2 separate regions of the Mus musculus genome follow, and region 2 is linked to region 1. A link is a contact called in public Hi-C data. All regions are on one chromosome and are shown on one strand. Each heading gives the region's core, a stretch centred on a gene start, on an enhancer-like site or on the middle of the called end of the contact. The rest is flanking DNA. Distances are from core to core; before and after follow the strand shown. Region 1 overlaps Cmip (c-Maf inducing protein). Region 2 has its middle 6.6 kb from the start of Mir7078.

Evidence for each region. A called contact is a pair of places that touch in the nucleus more often than the background predicts.
Region 2: a contact with region 1 is called in a Hi-C map of regulatory T cells, with 1.9 times the contacts expected there. The contact joins two enhancer-like sites. A contact is called at or near these places in 3 of 484 Hi-C or Micro-C datasets (bone marrow-derived macrophages, cortical neurons and regulatory T cells), 3 of 115 datasets of contacts at active chromatin or transcription factors (embryonic stem cells, pancreatic cancer cells and stem cell-derived neural progenitor cells) and 1 of 9 other capture datasets (embryonic stem cells).

Annotation. Positions count from the first base shown.
Region 1 is chr8:117,319,720-117,325,680 of GRCm38.p6, reverse strand. The region is part of intron 1 of Cmip (c-Maf inducing protein); the gene reads right to left. Among named protein-coding and RNA genes, the nearest start is that of Gm51554, 7.5 kb to the right of the region's middle. Within about 2 kb of position 2,835, at least 83 of the 459 cell types and tissues checked have an H3K27ac peak or open chromatin away from gene starts, as enhancers often do. A contact at or near this core is called in regulatory T cells, where this site is marked.
Region 2 is chr8:117,462,917-117,468,877 of GRCm38.p6, reverse strand. No RefSeq gene overlaps it. Among named protein-coding and RNA genes, the nearest start is that of Mir7078, 6.6 kb to the right of the region's middle. Within about 2 kb of position 3,432, at least 8 of the 459 cell types and tissues checked have an H3K27ac peak or open chromatin away from gene starts, as enhancers often do. A contact at or near this core is called in regulatory T cells, where this site is marked.

The DNA.
Region 1 (5,961 bases), core at 1,586-4,085:
AAAACCAAAAAAACAGAAGGATGAGGAAGAAGAGGAGGAGAAAACAGAAAAGAGGAGAAGGAGAAAGAGGAAAAGGAGAAGAGGAAGAGGAGGAGAAGGAAGAAGAGGAAGAGGAAGAAGATGAGGGAGAGGAGGAGGATGGGGAGGAGGAGAAGGAGGAAGAGTGCTGCTGCCAAGCCTAACAACCTGAATTCATCTCCAGGACCTACATGGTGGAAGAATATAGACACCTAGAAGCTGTCCTCTAACCTCTTAGTTCTGAGTGAAACTCAGGCCACCCCTAAAACTAAGTAGCTTTAATTTTCAAACACACTGTCTTGGTGGAGCAGTTTCAGATGGAAGCTGGTGGGCCCTGTAGATGAATACGAATAAGGCCCAACAAGGATAAGACGTCCAAGGGGCTGTGCACGCCAGCAACAGTTCAAACAGCCGTCTCCGGGCTGTGGACATCTGACCGTTGGAGAACCTCAGGCCAGATGAGGCCACCTGAGGGCGGAGTTCGACGACAGGGCTCCTCAGAGCAGCCGCATCATTTTCAGGCTGGGCTACCTTGAGCAAGTAGTCACTTCTCTCTGACCTCAATTTCCACATCTGTGAAATGAGGGCAGCAGTCATGGCTGTGGCTAATGTGTGCTGGCGCACTGACCCCAAGCCGTCCTGGCAACCCCGAGAAGTTGGTTGAATCACAGTTAGGATGACAGATGATACAGCTTGGCTAACTTACCCAAGACCACTGGCTGGGACGTGGGCAGAGTCCATCTGGCCAAGGAACTCAGACTTGTAAATCTCTCAGCGTCTGCCTGTCCCAAGGTATGGCAGGCTAACCACAACCTGGGCTTCTAGCTTCATGGCTTCTCCCAGAGCCACCAGTCGGGTAGGTCCACCATACATGTCTGCCGGGCAACTAACTCGAGTATTACAGGGCAACTAACTCGAGTGTTACACTAACATCTATGGAGGCAAGAAGCATTGCAGCTTCTCCAGGGGGCAACCACAGGTCCTCAGGCCTGGCCTGTGGCAGACCATGGCTCATTCTGGTATCCTAACAGATGTGGAGACAAAGGAAGCCACAGCTAAAAAGAGCAGATGGACAAAGTCACTAGGATGTTTGTGCATAAGATCTATCCTTGGGTCCATGCAGACACACTCGGGACACACCTATGATTCAAGGACAGCAGGTGTGAGAGGCTCACCATAGCACAGGAACACATGTTCTCACTATGGACAAAGAGGGAGGCAAGAGTCTGTAGTCTGGGTTCCGGCCACACTCAGCCTCCCCTTGGGGACTCCCCCATAGAAGCCAAGGGTCAACCAGGACCATAGGCACAGCAGCCCCCAAACCAGAAGCACACCCTCACAATTCTTTTCCAGGTAGCTCAGCCTGGAGGCCACTGTGCCCTCTGAGGGAGAGAGGCTTGGTGGTAGCCTACATGAGGCAAACATAGGTGGGCCAGCAGCTGTAGGAACTTAAATTTGTCAGGTTAGCTTCAGGAACCTCCTGGCCAGAGCCCAGAGAAGCTGGAGACACCGGAGGGAAGCCTTGGATGTAAAGTCAACTGAAGTGGAGACAGGAAGGCTGCCAGGCCCACCCAGGTGGGTCCATAGAGGGCTGTCCCTGCAATGGATGGAGACGGCAAAGACCTAGTGGCTGAGGGTACAGCTCTGTGGTAGAGTCCCTGACTGGTATGCACGAGGCCTTGGGTTAGATCCTGAAAAAAGCTAGATCCCTAGGAACTAACAATCTTCAACACTCGCACAGAGGCAAGCTGGGCGTGCACCTGCAAAACAGAGCTCAGGTCTTTTCTAGATAAAACAATACTCAGGAGGCAGATGGTGAGAGTTAGACTATACAGTGAGCTCGGGGCCAACCTGGGCTACATGAGGAACCTGTCTCATGGCTTCTTTCAAACATAGAAAAACAAAGTTATAGTCCCTCCCTCCCTCCTTCCCTCCCTCCCTCCGTGTGTGTGTGTGTGTGTGTGTGTGTGTGTGTGTGTGTGTGTGAGAGAGAGAGAGAGAGAGAGAGAGTGCTGAAAATGTTTATTTTCAAGGGACCCTGTAGAGGCAGTGAACCAGAGGCGTACACTGAACTAACCCTACTTTTTCCTGGATACTTTATTTATTTTTAAAGAAATCGGAGACAGCAGGATATCACCAGTGCTCAGGTTCTTTAGTAAACACAGAAACAGCACAACTGTGGCTGAACAGCACAAACAATGGGTGCCGCTGTGTTCTGTGTATTTTTAACTTCCAGACTTCATGAAGGTGAGGAAGTCTAAGTCTGCCCCTCCTGCTGAGAACCGGGGTACCCCGGGGCCTGCTGGAACAGAATCCCTAGCTTCTACTTCCCCTGGACCAAGGAAAAACCTCACAGGACAGAGCAACTTCTACATGCCCTACCCGGACCTGCCCCATCCACGATGGGCACTTGAGGTCCAATCCCCTTCAAGGGAGGGACAAGCTCACAGCATCCAGAGGGCTCTGCTTTCAGAGTTATCTAGATGAGGTGCTGAGGACAGGGTCCAACCCATCAACCACACTCCAGGAGTCCAGTGACATCACCAATCACCAATCAGAGATGCTGATGAGCCGGCAGAAGTCCTGTTGCCACACGGGACTGATAAGATTCCAGCTGGAGGCTGAGACTCAAGGCACATCAGACCAGCTGGCACTAAATCCACCCCGCTCCACTACAAATTAACCCTGGAACCCACTGAACCCCACAACTTGCAGCGTCCCCTCCTCCCTCGTAGATAAAAGGCAGCTTTATCTCCCTGGTCCTTGCCCTGCTCTGTGCCAGACCCCCCACCCTTCCACAGAGAGGCCCATCTGTCTATTGATTAAGCCATTAAGGAACAAGTAAATTGGCTACACTCTGCTGTTTGTCTTGACCTCAGTAAGTTCCTGAGGAAGAAAACCCGATCCCAGGAAGACCCACCCACCCCTAGCTGCAGCCATTTTGAAATCACAGTGCAACCGTGAAGGGTTTAGAAGCCATTTACTTCTGCTAAGTTACCTCACGCCCACTTGCAAGTTAACAATATAGAAGTCAGGAAAGCCCTCCCTTCAGAAAGGGACATTTGGAGCGGGTTCACACAGACTCGGCCTGCTAGGCTACAACATGAGGGACCTGTCCTCATCCGGGTGAAATGTTCATGTAGACAGTCCCCCTTCACTATGGAAGCAGAAACCATCCCGTGGGGCCTGTCCTTCCAAGAACAGGCAGTAAAATTCCTGGCTTCTGCGCTCACCCCCTATACACAGCAACAGTGGAGACAGCTCCAGTTTGTTGCTGGGAGGTGGTTAGAGGGATGGGGTTGGGGGGGGGGGGGGGGAGATGAGAAGCCACCAGATAACTGAAACCTCTGCTGTCTTCCTGCCACTGCGGACCATCACCATAGAAACCACATCCTGCTGCTACCATGGCAACCATGCAGTACCAGCCGCTTCGAGAGCAATGATGCAGAGGCCACTCAGGAAGGCTGCTGCAAGGCCTTAATGCTGAGTGTCCTGCGGTCCCCCCGTCACGGGGCCAGGAAGTGACAGTAAAGAGCCTTCCAAGTGATGCAGTTTAGAGTTTTAAAAGCTTACTTCCTGCTTGTTAAGGACTTAGCCCCTGAATCAAATAGTTCCCTGTTCCCCAGCAAAAGCATCAGTTAGGAAACTGGGAGATGAGACAGGGCACTGTGCTTCTTCTGACCATGGATATGATGCCAGCAGGAGATGGTGGGAGGGGGTCATCTCGCTTAAAGGTGCACATTAGCTTCAGCCATTCTAAAAGACCAGACACTGGTGAGTTAGGCCCTTCCAAAAGGAGCGCCTGACTTCATCCTCCTGGCCCGCCTCAGGTAACTGATTTCCCACTCTCTAACATTTCAAAGGTAGCTTTCAAAGAGCCTAAATGGTTTGACCGAGGTCACATAGCATCAAAGGCTGGGAAGCTTTTTTTCTCCAGGCAGGCCCTGAAAAATTCTAGTTAGCTTAGTTACACTCCATACAAAGTCTACAGAGGAGCGAGCCAGGCTTACTTAAAACAGCCAGTGCCAATTTCTTAATACGTCTGATTTCAATTAAACATCCATGGCCGCTCCACCGAGATGACTGCTGGGTCAGGCTTCGTGTTCGTCTCTCCTGCAGTGGAAACCACTACAGGTGCGAACGTGGAGACTCGGGAGACATGAATCTGTCAGAGGACACACGGCAGACAGGAAGCAACTGTGGTGTACACACTTGGCAGAAAAGCTCCAGGCACTCGGCAGGTAACAGAGTCCAGTCTGGATGAGGCCATTTGGCCAACAGGATTCCTAAAAAACTGGCAACTGCAACAAGCAATGGGTGAGCGTGCATGTGCACACACACAGACAGATACACGGGCACACACACACTCTCTCATACACACATGCACACACACATTCTCTCTCACATACACACGTGCACGCACGCACTCACTTTCTCTCTCACACACACACACACTCACACACATTCTCCCTCACACACACACATACACACACACACTCAGACATATATGAGCTTACACACACACATACTCTCTCACACAATCTTTCTCTCACATTCTCACACTCTCACACTCACACAATCTCACACTCACATATAAACACACTCTCTCTTACACGCTCTCTATCATACTCACACACACTCATCCACTCTCTCCCCCCCCCCTCTCTCACACACACACACACACACACACACACACACACACACACACACACAGCACCTGAGCACAGCTCTACAAAACTGCAGCTGTATCACCCCACTGCTGCAGCCCAAGCCACAAGGCCAGCTTAATGGCAGCTTCAGTCACGTCCGTTCTGGAAAGAGTGGATGTGGGCAGACCTTCCTGTCCTTACCTCACCGCTCTGAGGGCTGAAGAAGGCATGAACATCTCCCCGCACTTCACGGAGGCATGCCCGTAGTAGGTGTGCTGTGTTGAGCCATGGGAAGCTCTTCTTTTTTTACACTGTTGCGTGTGTGTGTGTGTGTGTGTGTGTGTGTGTGCGCGCACACACACGCACACTCACATGCATGAGTCATACTCATGTCACATCATGTGTGTGGAGGTCAAAGGACAACTTGCAGGGGTTGGTGCCCCTCTTCCACCACATGGGTCACAGGGATTTAACTTGGGCCACTATGCCTGGCAACAGGGGCCCTGACCCACCAAGCCACCTTGCTAGCCACACAGAGCTGTTTTTGCTGTTGCTGTTGTTGCTGCTGCTGGTGGTGGTGGCGGTGGTAGTGCCCCATTATACAGAGTGAGATGCTGACAGTTTCTAGTTTATCCTGATGTCTACACTTTCTAACAACCTCCAGAATACAGATAAGTGAGACTCAGGGAAGTTCAGAAATCCCCAAGTGAAGACTGAGAGGGATTCAAGCTCATCCCTGCCTGGCTTCAGGGCCCCCAGGCCCTCTCCTTCCCCTCGCCCATGCAGATTGTCACCTCTGCAGGGCTCTGGAGGCCAGGGTTGGTGCAAATGGCTGGACATACAAACCCGAGAACCCTGCTTTGGTTTCTCCGCTACCTGAGATGTGAGTGTAAGAGGTCAGAGCTGTGTGGGAGCTGCCCAACTCCAACCCCCTCCCCAAACTGAAGGGTGGAGAGAAGGAAACATGGGGGTGTTAAGGTTTCAATCAATACCTACAGATGTGCACACAAGTGAACCATCATCGACTCTGCCTTAGCCTTGCTGGTCAGTGTTCCCCAGGGAGAGGGTACAGGATGCTCACACAACTGTGCAGGTGGGGTTAGGAGCAAGCACACCTACATTGCTGAGCACCCAGTGACCTAGGTGGTTTTCCATTCCCATTCCTTTCCTTGTCTACACAGTTCCTTCACCAAGATGTAGTCCGGCCTGGGCCCCGGAAGAACATTAGAAGCCAGCTCCTTCCAAGCCTACAGTCTGTTCCCAAGAAGGTCAGGGTGCAGGTCAGGACATCCAG
Region 2 (5,961 bases), core at 2,183-4,682, 140 kb before region 1:
TGTCTCAGACTCACAGAGCCACCACAGTCAATCTCAGATGTCTTCATTGTCTTGAATGACACCTGTTTGTGTCAGCACTTGTGCCTCCCCGCTCCTCCCGGTGCTCCCATGCCCTCGATGGGTTCTCTGTCTTAGAAGCCACATGCATGGACTCATCAAACTGAGAGAATGTGAGCCTGTGCCAACAAAGGGAGGCTGCAACCCGCAGTGGCCACAGAGGACCACCAGAATTCTGAGGAATCTCTGACTTGACTGCCCCAGGGACACACCTGATTGTTCGAAATGCAAGCTAAAACAAAAACAACAACAAAACACTGCAGTTTAGGGTCGGGGTGTGGCTCAGCACTAGACAGCTTGCCCAGTATGCTCAAATAATTAAGTCCCTGCATTTTCCCCAAACCCCAGCCCCACCCTCCAATCCTGTCTGTTAGAGATGGCTCACACACCTGAGTCACTGACTCCGTTCCATCGCCCAGCAAGCCAGCACGCCCCACTAACCCAGTATCCATTCAGTTATACCATGCAAATGTGTGGGTCAGATCTGTTTCTCCCTCCTATTGGACATGCAGTAGGCTGTCATATTCATGACTGCCGCATTCTTTGCATTCAACCAGCTGCGCCTAGCATACGCAACGCCTTGGAATCACCACCAATAACGCCAGTTGTGGTGGTGGACGGCTGCAACCCCAGCACTTGGGAGGTGCCACATGGGACGAGAAATTCAAGTCCATCCTTGGCTATATGGAGAGTCATAGGCTATCCTGGGCTACAGGAGACCCTGTTAAAGGGGAAGACTGGGGGGAGTGGGGGACTAAACTCCAGCCATTGAGTGTCTCTGCTTCTCAGAGTCATTTTCTGGACTCCTGTTTTATAGAAGTCCTAGAACTGGCCGTACCACATCTGCTGAGCCCTTAAAATGTAGATAGCCAAACTTAGGTGCACTCTAATCCTACACCACGGTGTCTCGAAGCCTCTTATGGGAAGTAAGAGCATGCCCACTGCTTCATTGCTATTTTTACATCGGTTGCATGTTGAAAGGAGAATGCTTGTGGATAAATAATCACTTGATTACAATCGATTCCAGCCAGGCCTGGTGGTGCGGTGCTTTGATAGGTTTGGATCCCCATAGATTCATGCTCTTAGAGGCTTGGCTCACAGGACGTGCCACTATTACAAGGTGTGGCCTCATTGGAGGAAGTGCGTCACCATGAGGGCCGGCTTTGACGTCTCGTGTGCACCCAGTATGGAATCCCAGTCTCCTCCTGGCTGCCTTCAAGTCAAGATGTAGAACTCTCTGCTTCTCCAGCACTATGTCTGCCTGCACGCTGCCATGCTTCCCGCCACAGTGATGTGCCAGTCCCAGTTAACTGCTTTCCTTCATAAGAGTAGCCTTGAGGGCTGGAGAGGTGGCTCAGCGGTTAAGAGCACTGACTGTTCTTTTGAAAGTCCTGAGTTCAAATCCCAGAAACCACATGGTGGCTCACAGCCATCCATAATGAGATCTGATGCCCTCTTCTGGTGTGTCTGAAGACAGCTACAGTGTACTCACATATAAATAAATAAATCTTAAAAAAAAAAAAAAGAGTTGCCTTGAGGGGCCGGAGAGATGGCTCAGTGGTTAGGGGCACTTGCTGCTCTTCCAGAGGACCCAGGTTCCATTCGCGGCACCCACAACTGTCTGCATTTCCTGCTTCACAGATGAATGCAGGCAAAACACCAAATGCACATAAAATAAAAATAAATAAATCTTTTTTTTTTTTTAAAGAGTTGCCTTGGTTACGGTTGTTTCTTCACTGTAATAAAACCGTAACCAAGACAGAGGTACTCCTCAGCATAGTGGAATGCTGAGGCAGGGGCATCTTGAATTCAAGGCTACCCCGGGCTACATAAGAGACCATTGTCTTTAAAAGGATTCCAGGTCAGTTCCACCTGTTTCCCTTTTGCTTCCCAAAATGTACGCACTGGAAACAGTGCTTCTGAGAGTCTTCCTATGTAGCCCACCCTATCTAGCTTTGGGCTTAGTGCAATCCTCAGCTCCCTGTCAATGACCTCACACCCCACCTAGCAGCTCCCCAGCAGCCAGAGTGTGTATAGAAGGCTGTGCCCAACCACGTGGAAGGCATCCTGTGCCCTGGGGCATCCTGATTTCCTTCTGGATTCTCAGCCCTTCTCCTCCACACAAATGAGGGGAGGCAGGCAAGCCATGTGGAGCTGGGCCAGTCTTTTTACTCTTACATGGAGAGCATTAAAAAAAAAAAAAAAAGCCAAGGATGGGTGGGGCATGGCGGGGCACGCTTTTAATCCCAACACCTGGGAGTCAGAAGCAGGTTGATTTCTGTGAGTTTGAGGCCAGCCTGGTCTACATAGTGAGTTCCAGGACAGCCAGTGCTGGGTAGAGAGACCCTGCCTCAAAACAAACAACAAACAACCCACACAGCCCAGTGGGGTCTGTCACTGGGAGGTGTCCCTTCCATTCTAGTCTCACCATCTTGATACACCACGTGGGCCCTTGTACAGAAAGCATGTCTCTGTTAACAGGTCTCAGGGGCACCATGTGGGCATGCAGCTCCTGGGTCCTCTTGGGCAGCCACGTGACCAGTGCTTTCACCCAAACCCAGGTTCAACGCTCTGCCATCCAGGTCCCAAATTCTTGACTTCCAAATAGGACACCCTGCTGATGTCATAGCCGACCCCACAAAGGCTGTAGCACCTCCCAGTTGAGGTTTCTCCGAGGAGGGTAAGCAGAGGTCACCCAAGGGCCTCATTCAAACAGATTATGGCTGGCGTATAGGGGAGCCCAAGATGCTGCATCACAGAGGTACCAGTGCTGACGGCCCTACGCTCTGCACCCTAGCAGCCAGGCTTTTAAAGCAGTGCTCTGAAACCTGGCTGTACAGTAGAATCATCTGACCTTGTGTTACCAGGCCCCATCCCAGAGCAGCTGCCTCACTCTCTGAGGGAGCCCAGTCTTTAGTGGGTTCACAGCCCCATAGGAGACTTCAGTGTGCCGCCAGCCTCAAGAGCGGCATCTGCCTGGAAACTGACACGTACAGGAGTGATCTGGGAACCTTGACAAGCACCCAGAGCCTTCAGAGTCTGTGGTTCTAACTACCAGCACTGTAGTATAGTTTACAGATGGACCACAGCAAGGCTATAGAGGCTAACGTCCTCTCAAGTAGAATTAGAGTAGGGTCAGGGAAGAAAGCCAGCATTTGTTTTGGGATGGTGTCCAAATACTGCTAGAGTTTTCTGAGACGTAACCCAAAGCCACCTACCCTACCATGAACATCCAGGCGGGCTGTGCATTGCAAAGTCCTTTTATATGGCAGATTTTAATCTTTATTATAGTTCCCCAGCAGGTGGCAGTAGACAGTCTAAAGACCCACCAATTCAGAGGCAGCAAGGACTGCCTGGCTTCCCGTAGGTGTCACCACAGTGCAGAGAAGAGCATTTGCCCTGTCTTGTTTGTGAGGATAGAGTGGTGCACACTTGTAATCTCAGTACCCAGGAGACGGAGGCAGGAGGACCACAGCAGATTCAAGGCCAGCCTAGTCTGCATAGTGATGTCCAGGTCACCCAGGACTATTCTGTAAGACTCGGTCTCAGACAACACCACCAAAATACAAGACAAAATCCCCCAAATTACTGCCCTTCAATGGGCTGCACTGCTTTGTATTTAGGGTTGGGGAACACGCTAATAATCTCAACATTCTGAAGGGCGTCAGGATGGCGGCCAGGCAGTCCTGAGTTCAAGGCCATTCTGACTCAGTGGAAGTGGCAGGTATAAGCCAACATGCTTGATGCACAATTTGTTGTTGGTGGTGTTTTTTTTTTTTTAAGATTTATTTTATTAATATATGTAAGTACACTGTAGCTGTCTTCAGACACTCCAGAAGAAGGAGTCAGATCTTGTTGTGGATGGTTGTGAGCCACCATGTGGTTGCTGGGATTTGAACTCTGGACCTTCGGAAGAGCAGTCGGGTGCTCTTACCCACTGAGCCATCTCACCAGCCCCCGATGTTTTTTTTTTAATTGAGCTGTAAACACCTGTGACAGTAATAAATGTTAAAAATTCTTTTTAATTATCCATATGGATGTGTGTATGTGCAAATGGGTGCAATGCCCTGGGAGGCCAGAAGGGGGCATCAGATCCACCTGGGAATAAAGTTATGGGTGGCTTGCAAGCCAATCAACAGGATGTTGGGAACCAAACTCCAGTCTTCTGCAAGAGCAACAAATGTGCTTAGGGGCCGAGCTGTCTCTCTAACCCCTTAGTAATCCTTACAGTGCACTTTCCAGTAGCACACGGAGCCAGCACCATGCCATGACTCTTCTCGGTATCTAACTCCAGAATCCTGCTATCTCCAAGAGGAACCCCTGCCCCCGTCAGCAGACAGTCCATCCATCCAAACCCTGACAAACATCAGGTGGCTTTCCAGTCCTCTGTACTTGCTGATTCTGGACAATTCCTATAGATGCGATCATACCTGGGCTTTTGTGTCAGACCTCTTCTCCTCAGCATCACGGATTTGGAGATATATTTATGGTATAGGATATTTCAGTATTTCTTTCTTTATTTTAAACAATATTTATTTGTATGTGTGTGCATATGCCAAGGTGCATGGGTGGAGGTCAGAGGACAACTTGTCGGAGCTGGTTCTATCTACAGCGCAGGTTCCAGGAATAGAATTCAGATCTTCAGGCATTGCAAGCACCTTTACCTGCTAAGCCACAGAGCCAGCCCCCCACCTCATCTCTTTATAAAGATTTATTTATTTATTATATATAAGTACACTGTAGCTGTCTTCAGACACACCAGAAAAGGGCATCAGATATCTTTACGGATGGTTGTGAGCCACTATGTGGTTGCTGGGATTTGAACTCAGAACCTTCGGAAGAGCAGTCAGTGCTCTTAACTGCTGAGCCATCTCTCCAACCCCTTCTTTCTCTTTTATGACCAAATAAATATCCCATCATCTACATGGGTCTTCTGCACCCTAGGCAAGTGCTTTATTATTGAGCTATACCTCAAGCCCTGGTCTATAGACATTTGGCTGCTTCCTTCTGATGTTAATTCAAAAAGTTGTTATGCGATGTGATACAGGACACTAGTTTGAAGTGGAAGGCTTCTTGAGTCTAGCTCTCCATATCACAGAGACCCAGCTGCAGAGTCCGCAGGTCTCCTCTTGTCCTCTTTGTGTCCTTAACAAGCCCCTCCAACATAACACCACAGAGCTCTCTGCCATTACAGAGGAGGGCTTGCACCTGCTCAAGGGACTGGTGAGATGGCTCAGTGGTTAAGAGCACTGACTGCTCTTCCGAAGGTCCTGAGTTCAATTCCCAGCAATCATATGGTGGCTCACAACCACCCGTAATGAGATCTGATACCCTCTTTAGGTGTGTCAGACAGAAGTCAGCTATAGTGTACTTATATTTAATAATAAATAAATCTTTGGGTCAGAGCAAGCAGAGACTAAGCGAGCAAGGTTGACCAGAGCTAGCAGAGGTTCTAAAAATCCAATTCCCAGCAACCATCTGTATAGCTCCAGTACTACAGTATACTCAGAGGCCTCCTTTCACTTGGCATGATCTCTCCCCAGTCATTTATGTCACTGTACGGGATGGCTTTCTTGCTCCGTAGAACTGTACGTGAATACACTATTGTGTGTGTGTAATCCGAGTTAGCCAGACATGTGGCTGGTCCCATTGTCCATCTGCTCCACGGTGTTTAACTCTGGTGGACATGCTTTGCTGCTAAGTCATGCACTGTAAACCTTGCTTGTGTGTTGGACGTGTGAGCTCAGTTCTACGGACGCCCGGGGGCAGAGCTGCCTGGCCACAGTGTGCCTATTTGTTTAGTTTCAGCAGACAGGCATGCAAAGACGGCTTGTCTACTCCAAGCTTCCACCTGCTGAGGCCAAGTTTTCTTAGCTCCCCCTCTCATCAGTGCTGAGAACCAGC